4 separate regions of the Mus musculus genome follow, and regions 1, 3 and 4 are each linked to region 2. Evidence: chromatin contacts called from public HiChIP or PLAC-seq and promoter capture Hi-C data. All regions are on one chromosome and are shown on one strand. The core of a region is the stretch at or near the end of the contact, and the rest is flanking DNA. Distances in the headings are between cores, read along the strand shown. Region 1 holds the start of Aox4 (aldehyde oxidase 4). Region 2 holds the start of Mars2 (methionine-tRNA synthetase 2 (mitochondrial)). Region 3 holds the start of Aox3 (aldehyde oxidase 3). Region 4 holds the start of 1700066M21Rik (RIKEN cDNA 1700066M21 gene).

Region 1 (3,148 bases), core at 175-2,674, 3.0 Mb before region 2:
AGCAAAGCTCAGGGGTCAGACTGTAGTAAGCACCTGATGCCAGATATGGCTAAGTCAGAGAAAAGCACCTGGCATTCCACCAGCTGTGGGGGATGCAGTCTGTGCTGGACTTCGGAAAACCACCAGGCAGGACCTATGGAATGGCCCTGCTGTGATCTCTCAGCCTCTCACCAGCTCCAACGACGAGGAATCAGACAGAAGGATATTCATGCTGTGTTTTCTGGTTTTTTTTTTTTGGGGGGGGAGAACTTGGGAGAATTGAAAGGTACCCGTGTCCCCATCACTAGGACAAGCCCATGAAAGACCAGCACACTCTGGAAAGCCATGCACTGATAAAGTAAATTTTTTTTCACAGAGGAGCGCCCCAAGACCAGCTCAGTGTCACAGAAACAAAGCAAACAAAAGGGGTCTGCACCTCATACCACTGTTCTCAAATTCAGAATCCAGATGTGCAGGCACACAAACACCACATATGTCTCAAGGAGACACCCGCATCTCTGAGTGGGTATGTGAAAAGTAGGTGGGAAGATATGGGTTTGAGAGGCACAAAAAAAGACAAAGAGCCCCAACAGAAGCCACACCTTGGGGAGTCCGTGGGGTGATGGGCCCTAGTGGACACTGTGCTTCAGTCAAACTGAGCCCCTGGGTCTAAACAAATGAGCCGGTCGTGGCACCACACCATCTTCAGGCTTGCCCCGCCCCCCTTGACATTTTTATAATTTGTCCTAGAAATAAGGAGGCAGTCCTGTTCTGCCTCCAGGGTGATGGTCTGGCTGAGGGGTTGCTATCAATTGAGAGTCATGTGTGGTTGTTTTCTTCCTGTCTCTCTCCTGTTAAAGGGGCATTGGCCAACTGAGGTGGGGCACATTTCCAGGTGGGGTGCATTTCCAACAGGCGCAGAAGGAACGACCTGTCAGCCGCTCACCCCTGCAGCGTGCTGCTGGCCTTGTCGGAATTCACGCTTGCACCGCGCAGCAAATACCAGGTTCTTTTTCTTACTGTTTCCGATGAGAGAACGAAAAGCAAGCAGACATCCCACATTTGCATATTTGATGCCAAAAAGGGAGTTAACAATCCATGTTTAAGATTGTGCCACTGCTAAAAACTAGGAGATGTACCTCAGTGAAGAACAGTAAGCCTGACTTTTGCCCTCTGTGAACAAAGAGCCAGGTTAGTCACATCAGAAACTTACCTTTTTTCCATTCACAAAAAAAATCAGCTCGTCAGACTCGGAGACGGAAGGCATGGTGTCAATGGGGAGCCAGAAGCACAAATTTGAAACAAATGCCCTACCGACAAGGGTATCTGCTCCTCTATCTCATATAGCAGCACTGTAACTTGGGCACCTGCAGTCCCGGGGAAGCCAAATCGGCGGCACAGCCCAACACTGGTGATTTATAGTCAGCCCTGCCTGCCTAGCCCACAAAGGCTTGGCAGCAGCTCCAGCTTCTCTTTCTGGCACGAGTGAGTCAAGAATTCACGTGACGTTTTGAAGTCTAAAACTGGTTTGTTCATGTTGGGTTTAGACTCCGGGGTTCAATTATGAAAATCGAGTTTCAGGTGGATGATTACGAGTTACACGAACAAAACGAACCCGCCTGTAAATCGGTACCTTGCTGTCCACACCAGCGCGAGTGATTCCTGTCTCCCGTTTTTCTTGTATTTAATTACAAGGGAAGAGTCTTTCGTGAATGTGATGAAAGACAGCAAATGCATGTTTATTTTTTTTTTATTAATTCATTTTATGTGGTTAACTCATTTATGCTATTAGTTCATTTTGTGTGGGTATTTTGTACGCATGCCTGTGTTCCACGGGTGTGGCTGGTATTCACGGAGGCCAGTGAGGGCGTTAGATTCCCTGGAGCTGCAGTTACAGATGGTTGTGAGCAAACATGTGGGTGCTGGGAATCAAACCTGGGTCCTCTGGAAGGGCAGCCAGAGCTCTTAACTGCTGTGCCATCTCTCCAGCCTCCTCAACTGTGTCTTTAAGGCTTGACTATAACAACCAGCATGCACACTCTCTCTTCTTCATCTTTTCTCTGCTTACTTGTCTAGAACTCCTCACATTTGAGGATTTTAAGATTCTCATGCTCAGCAATACCCTAGGTACAAATGTACTTGAAACCACAACTATTCACTCAGGTTTGCTGTGGGCTGGAGGCTGTTCTTATGGACTGGGAATTATGGAGCACCTCAGGAGAGCATCATAGTCACCATCATCACCACTACCATCATCATCAGCATCATTATCATCACCACCACTACCATCATGACAATCATCCTCACTACCACTACAACCACCACCATCACCACCACCACCATTACTTTATAAATAAGAAAAATGAGACATCAAGATTTTAAGTGACTTGCCCAAAGAGCAGGGTTGCCTTGGAGCCTACAACTTTTTTTCTGAGATATAGCAGAATCCTGGTGGGGAGTGAGGCCAAGGAACAGTTTTGCCAATTTCTGAGGACCTTGGAGCCATCAAGAGAGGTGTCATGAGGCTCCTAATAGGGAGGGAAGGCATTTGGATTAGAGCAGGGGTGATGGGCTGCATTTCAGGATGCCCAAGGCTGCTATTGAGTATGGTGGGAGCAGATGTCCCAATGGGTGTGATGTTGGCTTATGAGAGAGGGGAGCTGCGCTGCAGAGACCAGCAGCTGCCTAGTGAGATTTTCAAGTTCCATCTGCACAGGTTAAGTTTGAGATGCTAACACACAGTCACACAGTCACACAGTCACACAGACAGACAGACAGACAGACACACACACACAGAGCAAATAGGGCTGTGATGGCTGTTGGATATTCAAGGCTGCATTGTCTTCCTTTTGTCTTGAGCAGAGCAGGTGCTCAAGTCTGGGGCCAGTTTCCAATCCAGCCTCCTGTCACCAAGCTCATAGTTCCGACGTCACCATCTATCTGTCTTCACCTCTGCCTGCTGCCTCAGTGGTTCCTAGAGGCTTCTGCTCAGTGCTCCTTGCCTGTCCAGAGATTTGAAATGCAAGAAATGATGTCACCTCAGGAAATGGACAGTAGTGTGGTGGGTGGGGTAGGGAGACAACAACTAAGTAGTTTGTTTAGTTCTGAGGTTCTGAGGGCTGGACTATGTCTTGTCTGAGCAGTCACAAAGGAGACACCCACCAAGAAG
Region 2 (2,929 bases), core at 126-2,625:
CTGCCTGCACACGAACTGACGGCCCCGTTAACCCTGGCTCACTGGGGAAACAGGCAGCACAGAAAGATGGGTAGGTTCCAGAAGGATTTATTCTGTAGGCAGTGCACCGGTTTAAAAGCCCTCCTAAGGCATCTGCCAGCTCGGAGTCCAGCAATTTAACCACCTTTTCATCATAGTAATCGCAGTCCCAATTGGGAACGCCCTGCCGAAGGAGAAAGTAGCGAAAGCCATCCACAGTATAGCGATCAAGGCAAGTCCTGGGATCCACCACGTTGCCCAAGCTTTTGGACATTTTTTGGCCACTCACCGTCCAGTGCGAGTGGACATAGATGCGATGTGGTGGCCTCAATCCTGCCCCTAGGAGAAGGGCAGGCCAATAAATAGCATGAAATTTGAGAATGTCCTTACCTATGATATGAGAGGTGGCTGGCCACCAAGACTTGAAATCTGCATCTGGGTAGCCAACTACAGTGAGGTAGTTGACCAGGGCATCCAGCCACACGTAGATGGTCTGCGAGTCGTCCCCGGGAACTGGTATGCCCCAGTGCAGATGGCTACTCCTTCGAGAAACGGACAAGTCGGGCAGCTCCTCCTCCAGCCACTGAAGAACTGCCTGGTGGAACGGTTCCGGTGTGATTGCCTGAGGATTGTTTCCAAGCCACCGCTGGAGTGGTTCTCGAAACTGAGAAAGCTTGAAAATGTAATTTTCTTCCTTCGTCCAGGAGACAGGATGTCCGCTCTCGAGAGACACGGGACAGGGATCCCCGGACGGACCCACCTGCCGAGTAACCTTGGCCTCCGGCAAGAAGCACTCATCCGAGGCACAATACCACCCTTCATAGATCCCTTTGTAAAGCAGACCCCGGGCCTCCAGCACACCCCAGAAATGCTGCACCGCTACTCGGTGCCGAGCCTCCGTGGTGCGGATGAAGTCCGTGGAAGAGATGTCAGCCTCCCGGAAAAGCTGCAAAAACTGGGCAGACACTCGATCGCACAGCTCGATCGGGGCCAAGCCGGCGGTGGCTGCCGCCTGCTGGATCTTCAGGCCGTGCTCATCCGTGCCGGTGGAAAACCGCGTGGACGCAGAGCCGGGAACTCGGAGACGACGGTGGCGGCACAGGGCGTCGGCCAGTAGCGCCGAGTACAGGTGCCCGATGTGCGGCGCGGCGTTCACGTAGAAGATAGGTGTGGTGAAGTAGGCCCGCGCTTCCCCGGCGTCGCCACTAGCGCTCGGCGAGCACGAACCGTAGCGGCGACAGCCGCGGCCGAACCGGGTGCGCGTCAACACCCAGCGAGCACACTGCCGCAGCATGGTGACAGCCGGCCCCAGCACTGGAGGCGGTGTTCCCGAGCACGGGAAAGGGCGCGTGCGCAGCTGGACGGTACCGCCGCTTCCGGCGCGGAAGCCAATGAACGGCAAGCGTTGACTCCTGCGGCCCCGCCCGCAACTCCCCCGCCTCCACCGGTTTCCTGCAGCGCGCAGGGGCGGGTGGCCGGCGGGAGTTTTTGAGTAGTCGGCTAGTGGGTTCCGTGTCAGGGCAGTTGGGGAAAGAAGAGCGTATCCCGGGTGTTGTGCAGTTTTACTCTTTGAGATCTGTTCTGGATCTGAACTGAACTGATCGGTTCTGGACTGAACTTGTTGGCAAGATTTTTATATTGAGGTATTTTCCAAACTCATTAACTGTCAAAGCAGGGCACAAATCCGGCCTCTTGGTATCCTCTAGTCAACATAGAAAAACCATTTAAGGTTTGTCTCAGAATCTAAATAAATCTGAAAGAAAGGAAAATAATTTCACAAAGCGCTTTAAGGAACGATAAGCACTGGCAGAAAAGGAAATGACGTGTCTGAACATGTTGCTGAGCCTTAAGGATTGATTTGAGAACTCATCCAGGGACTGGAGTGCGGAGTCACAGGTGTGCAGATAAGGAAACATTAACTTTCAGCTTTATTGTACAAAACAAGTCACAATTTTCTCCTCTAATAGTCTTGAAATTCTTCCAAGACTGAGCTTTGAGAATGAAATCCTAATTTTTAGCAGGAGAGAATTTTAAAATCCCAAATTTTTATTATTAATCCTTGGCTCACTGCATATTTTCTCATCCACAACTGGCCTCCCCACCCCCATTTAATTTAAACAGTGTATATATGCACATACTAAAATGAGATTGGAACACCTATAAACCCTCACCCAACCTAAGTACTGTTAGTGATTCTCAAAGAATGGTCCCCAAAGCAGCATGAGACACACCAGGAACTTAGACATCTGAGGCCCATTCCCTACCTGCTGAGGCAGAAACTGGGATCTCAGACCAGCAATCTAAGCTTTACTTAGCTCACCAATGGACTGTGGTGCACATTAGTGTTTAAGTTAGAGATGAGCTGCAGTTGAGATCTGTGCGCTGTGTCCTTCCCTCTCTTCCAAGAGTAATAGTGCCCTGAGGGTTTGGTTTTTGTTTTTGGTTTGTTTGGGTTTTTTTTTGTTTTGTTGAGTTTTTTGTTTGTTTGTTTGTGTTTTATTTTTTTGGGTTTTTTTTGGGGTTTTTTTTTGTTTTGAGACAGGGTTTCTCTGTCTAGCCCTGGCTGTCCTGAAACTCACTGTGTAGACCAGGTTGGCCTTGAACTCAGAAATCTGCCTGCCTCTGCATCCCAGGTGCTGGGATTAAAGGCGTGCACCATCCACTGTGTTGCCTACTTGAACCGGGTACACCTGGAGAGAGAGAGAGAGAGAGAGAGAGAGAGAGAGAGAGAGAGAGAGAGAGAGAGAGAGAGAGAGAGGAGAGAGAGGAGAGAGAGAGAGAGGAGAGAGAGGAGAGAGAGGAGAGAGAGGAGAGAGAGGAGAGAGAGGAGAGAGAGGAGAGAGGAGAGAGAGAGAGGAGAGAGGAGAGAGAGAGAGAGAGAGAGAGAGAGAATGGAGCCAAGACAAAGGTC
Region 3 (3,184 bases), core at 172-2,671, 2.9 Mb before region 2:
AGAAGACAGAGAATTAAACTAAGAGTTTTAATTCTTATCACTACCACCAAAATATTTTTGTTTTGTTTTGTTTTGTTTTTTGGTCTGTGTTCTCCATCCAGTTTTGAAAAGTTAAATAAACAGGAGCTCTGACAGCAGCAGACAAACAGCATTCCTTCAGCAGCCCTAGGAAAACACTCAGGAAAGCCCCACCTCTCCCTTTAGCATTAGTGTCTTAGACGAATGGTCACCTCCCCCAGGAAGGGATCACAGAGCAAAGAAAGGAACCCAGAGATGAAAGCCAAGTTCTCCCCAGTATTTGTTAGCCAAGAGATCTTGGCCACGTTGCACAATCACCCTGAGCCTTCACAGCACAGCATACAAAACACACACCTCACGCACACCCCACACAATACCACAAGCTCAGCTTAAACTCTGACTGCCCTTTTCCCTGTGCCAACAGTGCTGAGAACAGGCTGTGGACCTTCACATCATACACAATCGTCAAGAACGTCCAGCATATATGCAGACAGTACCGCAGTCATTTTAGGTCTTGTCTAGGTCTCAAGAGCTCAAGACAAAGAAGAAAAGGCTTCATTTCTTAAGTGAGACAAGACCCTTCATTTGTTTATTTGCTTGCTTACTTATTTACTTATGAGACAAGAGTCTCATTGCATAGCCCTTGATGTCCTGAAGCTCACTCTGAGACTAAGTTGGCCTCAACCCCCCTCCAATTCTGGCATTACAGGCATGAATCCAATCTTAAAGGAGTAAGGTGTTAACATGTAAATTAACAGTTCACCTGGCCTTCCAGTAGGTTTTTCTCTTCCATTCTTCCTGACCCAAGGGTTTAAAAGCATTTGTAAATAACCTAAAGACCTTGGACTCTGGATCTGTGCATACATGTGAAAGCAGAAGTTGGGTGGCACAGAAGTTTGAGTCAGAGCTGGAAGAGGTATTGAGGAAGAGTTAGAAGATTCTCTTGCAAGGAAGCCAGTGCCCAGTGCTTAGGTGCATTCAAATGAGACAAGGCTTGGTTTGGAGACACATAGCTGCACACTTTCTCCCTACTAGTCCCAAAACATTATAGATTCTCTCTCTCTTCCCCCCCTCCCTTGTTCCCCAAGAAGCATAGCAGATCGCTAGATCATTTGAGCAACAACTCCCCGACCCCACACAGCCCTTCATTTTGGCAATGCTAATGACAGATCGCTTCTACCAGAGTTTCTTATGTACATTTATTAATTACAGTGTAGAGAACTTACCTTTTTTCCATTCACAAAGAAAATAAGCTCATCTGACTCCTTAGAAGGAGACATTACTTGAGGATAGTCGTCCACACTCTGTGCAACTGTACCTAATGTGTCTAAGTCCACCTCTCAGATGAACTGCTGTGCTCTGCAGGAGACCGAATTGCCCTACAGGATTTAAATCTGCTCTGTGGCTTTGCCTGAGGACTCCTCCCACCCAGCCCTGCCCATCATCGCTCCCAACCTTCCTCCTGCTTCCAATTCCCTCTTTCCTTAAAACCTGGCCCAGCACCAGCTCCGGACTCACTTCTCCACGCCCCAGGCGCTAGCCACTAGAGGGCGTTTTCCAACAAGAAGGCGCTGTTATCGGTGACGTGGAAGGGATGCCGATGGGCTGCTCTTCACTGCTCTCAGATCTATGTCTTCACACTAAGTGTATTTGCTTGCTATTTTTGCCGTTAAACTATACAAAGAATGCTCTAAGAAATGATACAAGTATGAGAAGCAACAAAGTAGAATTTCTCTGTGCCAACATTTAGCAACCAGATTCACGCATGCTGTTGCAGGGTTAGATGGCATTTATGAACACACATAAATGCCCACATGGATTTTTGTTACTTTCTCAACAATATTTTTGTTAATTTCTAAAAGGTGAAATTAAACCATTCACATGATTTCAAAATTGTTTTCCTTTTTCTTTCTCCCAAGTTACTTTGGCTGTCTGTACCTCAGTGGATTTACCTAGGAGTTGGAAAAAACAAAACAAAACAAAACAACAACAACAACAACAAAAACATCTTCCTCAGGGGAAGATTGATGTGGGGATTAAAGGAGCCCATGCAGGGAAAGAGCTTAAAGCAGCAGCTGCACAGTAGAGGCACTGGGAATGTTACTACCAAACATGCCTGACAGTCATTTACATTGTGAATTGTTCTCAGATTTCCAGTTATAAATATTCTACAGGGCAGGAGAGGGCTCAGTAGATAAGAGCACTGGCTACTTTGTTGGGCAACACAGACTTTCTGTAACTCCAGCTCCAGGGGTATGAACATTTCTGCTCTCTCTGGGCATTGAGTGCCCAGGTGAGCACACAGACACAGACACAGAGACAGAGACAGAGACAGAGACAGAGACAGAGACAGAGACAGACACAGACACAGACACAGACACAGACACAGACACAGACACAGACACAGACACAGACACAGACACAGACACAGACACAGACACACACAGACACACACACACACACACAGAGAGAGAGAGAGAGAGAGAGTGTGTTAAAAATATGATGCAGTGGAAATTGAGCTCTATTTTTGCATATTTAGAGCCAACCTGTCCACCTACCCAGCTCCCTCATTCCTCTCTCTCCTTACTTTTATTTTAAGCAGGTTTTGTTTGTTTGCTTGTTTGCTTCTGGATTTTATTCTGCTAACTTTTATTTTAAAATTAGAATACAGAGTAAGAGGTTTCCTTACAGCATTTCATGCATATTTTGTTTTGGTTGAGCCCCACCCCTCGTTTGCATAACAGTTCGAAATCTCTCTCTCTCTCTCTCTCTCCCTCTCTCTCTCTCTCTCTCTCTCTCTCTCTCTCTCTCTCACACACACACACACACACACACACACACACACACACACACACACGCACACACACACACACACACACATGCAGTTAGGTGAGAGGAGAGTATGTGAGTCATGAAGCCAGAAAAGGAACAACAGGAGAAACAGGGGGGTGGGTGGATCCTAGAGTAAGTTAGGTGAAATCAGAAAGGGGATTGGTGGTGGGGTAGGGAAGAAGGGTATTGAGCAAGGGTTCCTGCTGAGCAAACTCTCTGACTGGAATTCTTGGCTTAGAAGTGAGTATCTTGCTGGAGGCAACTCTTTCCTGAGTCACGTGCGCCATACAAGTCCTGTATGGCAGGGTGTGCTTCTCATCTCCGTTGTTACCCC
Region 4 (2,983 bases), core at 469-2,968, 2.1 Mb before region 2:
CCAAGAGTGGAGCATGAGGCTACTTGAAGGTGAGAAGGGGCTGGAACCTAACTAGAGTTATTCCCAAATTTCAGCTTGATTGAGGCCCTCTGACTTTTATATCTGAGGCACTTCAATGGAGAGATTTAACATCTGCATAGACTTCATAGCTAAGAAGTACAGAGTGGAATGGGAAACCTGGGTGACTTGGCATTGAAGCTTTGGGATGCACGGCCTTCCATTTCTTTTCCAGAAGACCTCATGCTCTATAAAACCCCACACTCTGAACATTACCATTCTGTCATTGTCCCAAAGGCTGATGATGGGAAATGAAAGATGATCCTCAAACTATATCTAGAACACTTTAGGCCCTACTTAAGCCAGGTGGATGTTCTGTCTGGAACACTTTTACAGCAGAAAGTACTCAGCCACCATCACCACCACCACCACCACCACCACCACTGGAAGGCATGAAGTAGTTGGTCACAAGTCGCAGGAAGCAGAAGCAACACACTTGTTTTCAATCTGGGAATAAAGGCACCAAAATGAGATTTTCTTGAACCTAAATTTGGGTTTTTGCTAGTTTCCATTAGCAGTCAACTAGTCAAGTCAACTGATTTGAGAGAAAACAGCAAGAGAAAATAGATTTTTTGGTGTATCATTTTAAAGCACCAATTTCAAAACAATAACAGTTTTCTAGTATGAGGAAACCATCTAGCTATATTCTAACTTGAATATCTACCCTAGTGCTAACAACGCTCTGGGATAATTGATTTTCAATGTAAATGCCAACTGTATCTGCGCTGTCCAACGGGGTACAAGCAAGTCACCTGTGGTGACTCAACACTTGGCAATACAACTAGTGAGACAGAGAACGCTGCCTTTTCATTTTAACTTGTTCAGATACTCTCACGCGGCTAATGTATCCACTGCACGATGCAGTTTTACATTAAAACCCAGCTTCCAGGACAGCTTCAGCAAAGACGTATGTCTGCAGCTATAAAAACCAGTAACAGGAAGCACACAGATGAGTTGAATTCAAATGGGCCTCTCAGTATCATTAGCATTCTTGACGATTGCATCCCTTCCACTGCTGTGTTTTAGGGTTACTGGAAAGGTCACTTTAGCAACGGATGTATTTTATTTGGTCAGTCAGCGTTTTCTAAACAGTCCAGTGCCCAGCACACACACAGTCCTCTGAGAGCAGGCTGGAGCTGTGCGTGGCTGTCCCACTCCCTGTCGCGCCTCTCCTTCCACCCAGTGGCACCTGGACTGACAGCCGCTCTCTGGAGACCGTGGCCCTCCAAGGCCCCTTCCCCGGATGGGGCTCTGGCAGGAACGGGGGCGCGCCCCGCACCCCCATCGTATGAGAACCCGTGTGGGCGTGTCGGGGAGGCCTGGCCCCGCGTTACCTGCACGTCCCCAGGGAAGTAGAGGACGTGGTGCCGCTGCTCCGGGGAATCTCCTTCCCGGGATGTCAGCAGGAGCAGTTCGTTGCTGCGCTGCGGGTCGGAGCCCGGCACCGTGGAGCGCTGCAGACGGTGGCTGTCCTCCGGGGAGCCCCGCTCACCGCCGCCCGGGTTCATGGCTCGGGTCTGCAGGCGGGACGCGGAGTCTCCGGAAGCGAGCAGCGGCCGCAGCAGCAGCAGCACCAGCGCGGGGGACCGCAGACGCCGCGACCCCAGCATGGGCTCGAGCCGCCAGGGCCGCTCACCCGGCAGCGAGGGCGGGGCCTCGGCTGCCCAACGGCTTCGGTCGCCGTGACGTCAGCACGCCGCGTGCGTCCGGAGGGAGGGGGAGCGGAGGGCGCGGCTGGAGGAAGGACGTTTGTGGTTGGCGGACTCAGCCCCGGCCGGGAAGTTCGAACGGACGTGGAAGAGCCCGCAGGTTGGGCCCATGCACAGCAGCAGCTGCTCAGGGTCAGAGTTTCCTCGGGTTCTGTATAAAAGCTTTGGTAGGTTCATCCTCACGGTGAAGATGTGTCTTTGTTAATTTAGTCCAAGGTAAAGAAGAATGGTTCTGAAAGTCTTGTACTTGCTCAGAATGAAAAGAATCCCCTATGTCCCGAAGTTACCTAGTTAGGGAATTTCTGGCTCCACACCAAGTCTAGCACATTCCTAGTTGGTAGAGAGAGAGAGCTGGACACTTACCTTAGGGAAGATAGAGAAAAGGCCTACTTGTTCACACATTTACTGTAGGGGTGTTTACAGCTTATCGAATTTCCGATTTAGGGTTTTGAAACCACGTTGAAAAGTATAGGAAAGTCGTGGAAATAGCAACTTCTTACTTAAAGTTGTGTAGAAATAGGACTGGGCCAAATTTATGCTAAAGGTGGGAAAAGTGAATCTTGTTTTAACATTGTGTGTGCACATCGGACACGCACATGCATCTGTTTGCTGCTGTGGGCTTGAAGTGACTTTGGGTGTAAAGGAGATTCCTGGAAAGAAGTTGAAACTTGAAGTTTCTGCAGGAGTGATTAGCTGATTAGAACTTAAATGACTGGGGAGAAATTATGTTGTAAGTTCAAACCCTGATTAAAAATTATCTTGAGCTGTCTTTCGCTCTTTTAATTAATAGCCTTTCCTAGCTAACCTGTGTACCTAAACAGCCAGCATACTAGTGAGTATCAGATGAAACCTTTGAAATGTATTAGCTTAGCTTCCACCAGCCCAGAAGCTAAGACTTATATTAGAGGCCTATAGCAGAAATTTTCTGTCTGTTATCTTATTTTCAAAGTCTTAAATTATATAATATTTTCTATTTTGATACTGTAAAACTTGAGCTAACTGATATGTGGCTCATCTTTAAGGTGAGAGCAGTTTTTTTGTATCACAGTACATTCCTCACACTCCATCTTTTAAAATTTTTTATTGATTAGTTTATTGTTTGACAGCATCTTGCTGAACCTGAAGCTCATGGATTAGGCTAGACTGGGCTAGCCAAGAAGCCCCCAATGGTTTGCCTGTTTCTAACTTCCCAGCTACTGGGTTCTCTGTTTTGTGGA

What was found. Promoter capture Hi-C pulls out the DNA fragments that hold promoters and counts their contacts. HiChIP or PLAC-seq counts read pairs in DNA pulled down with a chosen protein or histone mark.
Region 1: a contact with region 2 is called in an H3K4me3 HiChIP or PLAC-seq map of embryonic forebrain, with 9 times the contacts expected there. The contact joins the promoter of Aox4 here to the promoter of Mars2 in region 2. A contact is called at or near these places in 2 of 39 promoter capture datasets (hippocampal neurons and liver) and 2 of 115 datasets of contacts at active chromatin or transcription factors (astrocytes and embryonic forebrain).
Region 3: a contact with region 2 is called in a promoter capture Hi-C map of hippocampal neurons, with 6 times the contacts expected there. The contact joins the promoter of Aox3 here to the promoter of Mars2 in region 2. A contact is called at or near these places in 2 of 39 promoter capture datasets (the C10 cell line and hippocampal neurons).
Region 4: a contact with region 2 is called in a promoter capture Hi-C map of pre-B cells, with 6 times the contacts expected there. The contact joins the promoter of 1700066M21Rik here to the promoter of Mars2 in region 2. A contact is called at or near these places in 14 of 39 promoter capture datasets (the 3T3-L1 cell line, 3T3-L1-derived adipocytes, the C10 cell line and 9 more), 5 of 484 Hi-C or Micro-C datasets (B cells, the G1E-ER4 cell line, cerebral cortex and 1 more), 6 of 115 datasets of contacts at active chromatin or transcription factors (the 230-238 cell line, astrocytes, embryonic forebrain and 3 more) and 2 of 9 other capture datasets (adipose tissue and liver).

Annotation. Positions count from the first base shown.
Region 1 is chr1:58,208,673-58,211,820 of GRCm38.p6, reverse strand. Aox4 (aldehyde oxidase 4) reads right to left here and starts at 1,424. Exons shown (of 35, transcript NM_023631.2): 1 at 1,193-1,424. The coding sequence starts at 1,246.
Region 2 is chr1:55,235,623-55,238,551 of GRCm38.p6, reverse strand. Mars2 (methionine-tRNA synthetase 2 (mitochondrial)) reads right to left here and starts at 1,375. Exons shown (of 1, transcript NM_175439.3): 1 at 1-1,375. The coding sequence starts at 1,312. It overlaps Gm10561 (predicted gene 10561), which reads right to left. Exons shown (of 4, transcript NR_166489.1): 4 at 2,928-2,929.
Region 3 is chr1:58,111,373-58,114,556 of GRCm38.p6, reverse strand. It overlaps Aox3 (aldehyde oxidase 3), which reads right to left and starts at 1,421. Exons shown (of 35, transcript NM_023617.2): 1 at 1,245-1,421. The coding sequence starts at 1,298.
Region 4 is chr1:57,376,355-57,379,337 of GRCm38.p6, reverse strand. It overlaps 1700066M21Rik (RIKEN cDNA 1700066M21 gene), which reads right to left and starts at 1,718. Exons shown (of 2, transcript NM_028546.1): 1 at 1,392-1,718. The coding sequence starts at 1,667. 4930558J18Rik (RIKEN cDNA 4930558J18 gene) reads left to right here and starts at 1,794. Exons shown (of 4, transcript NR_037999.1): 1 at 1,794-1,933.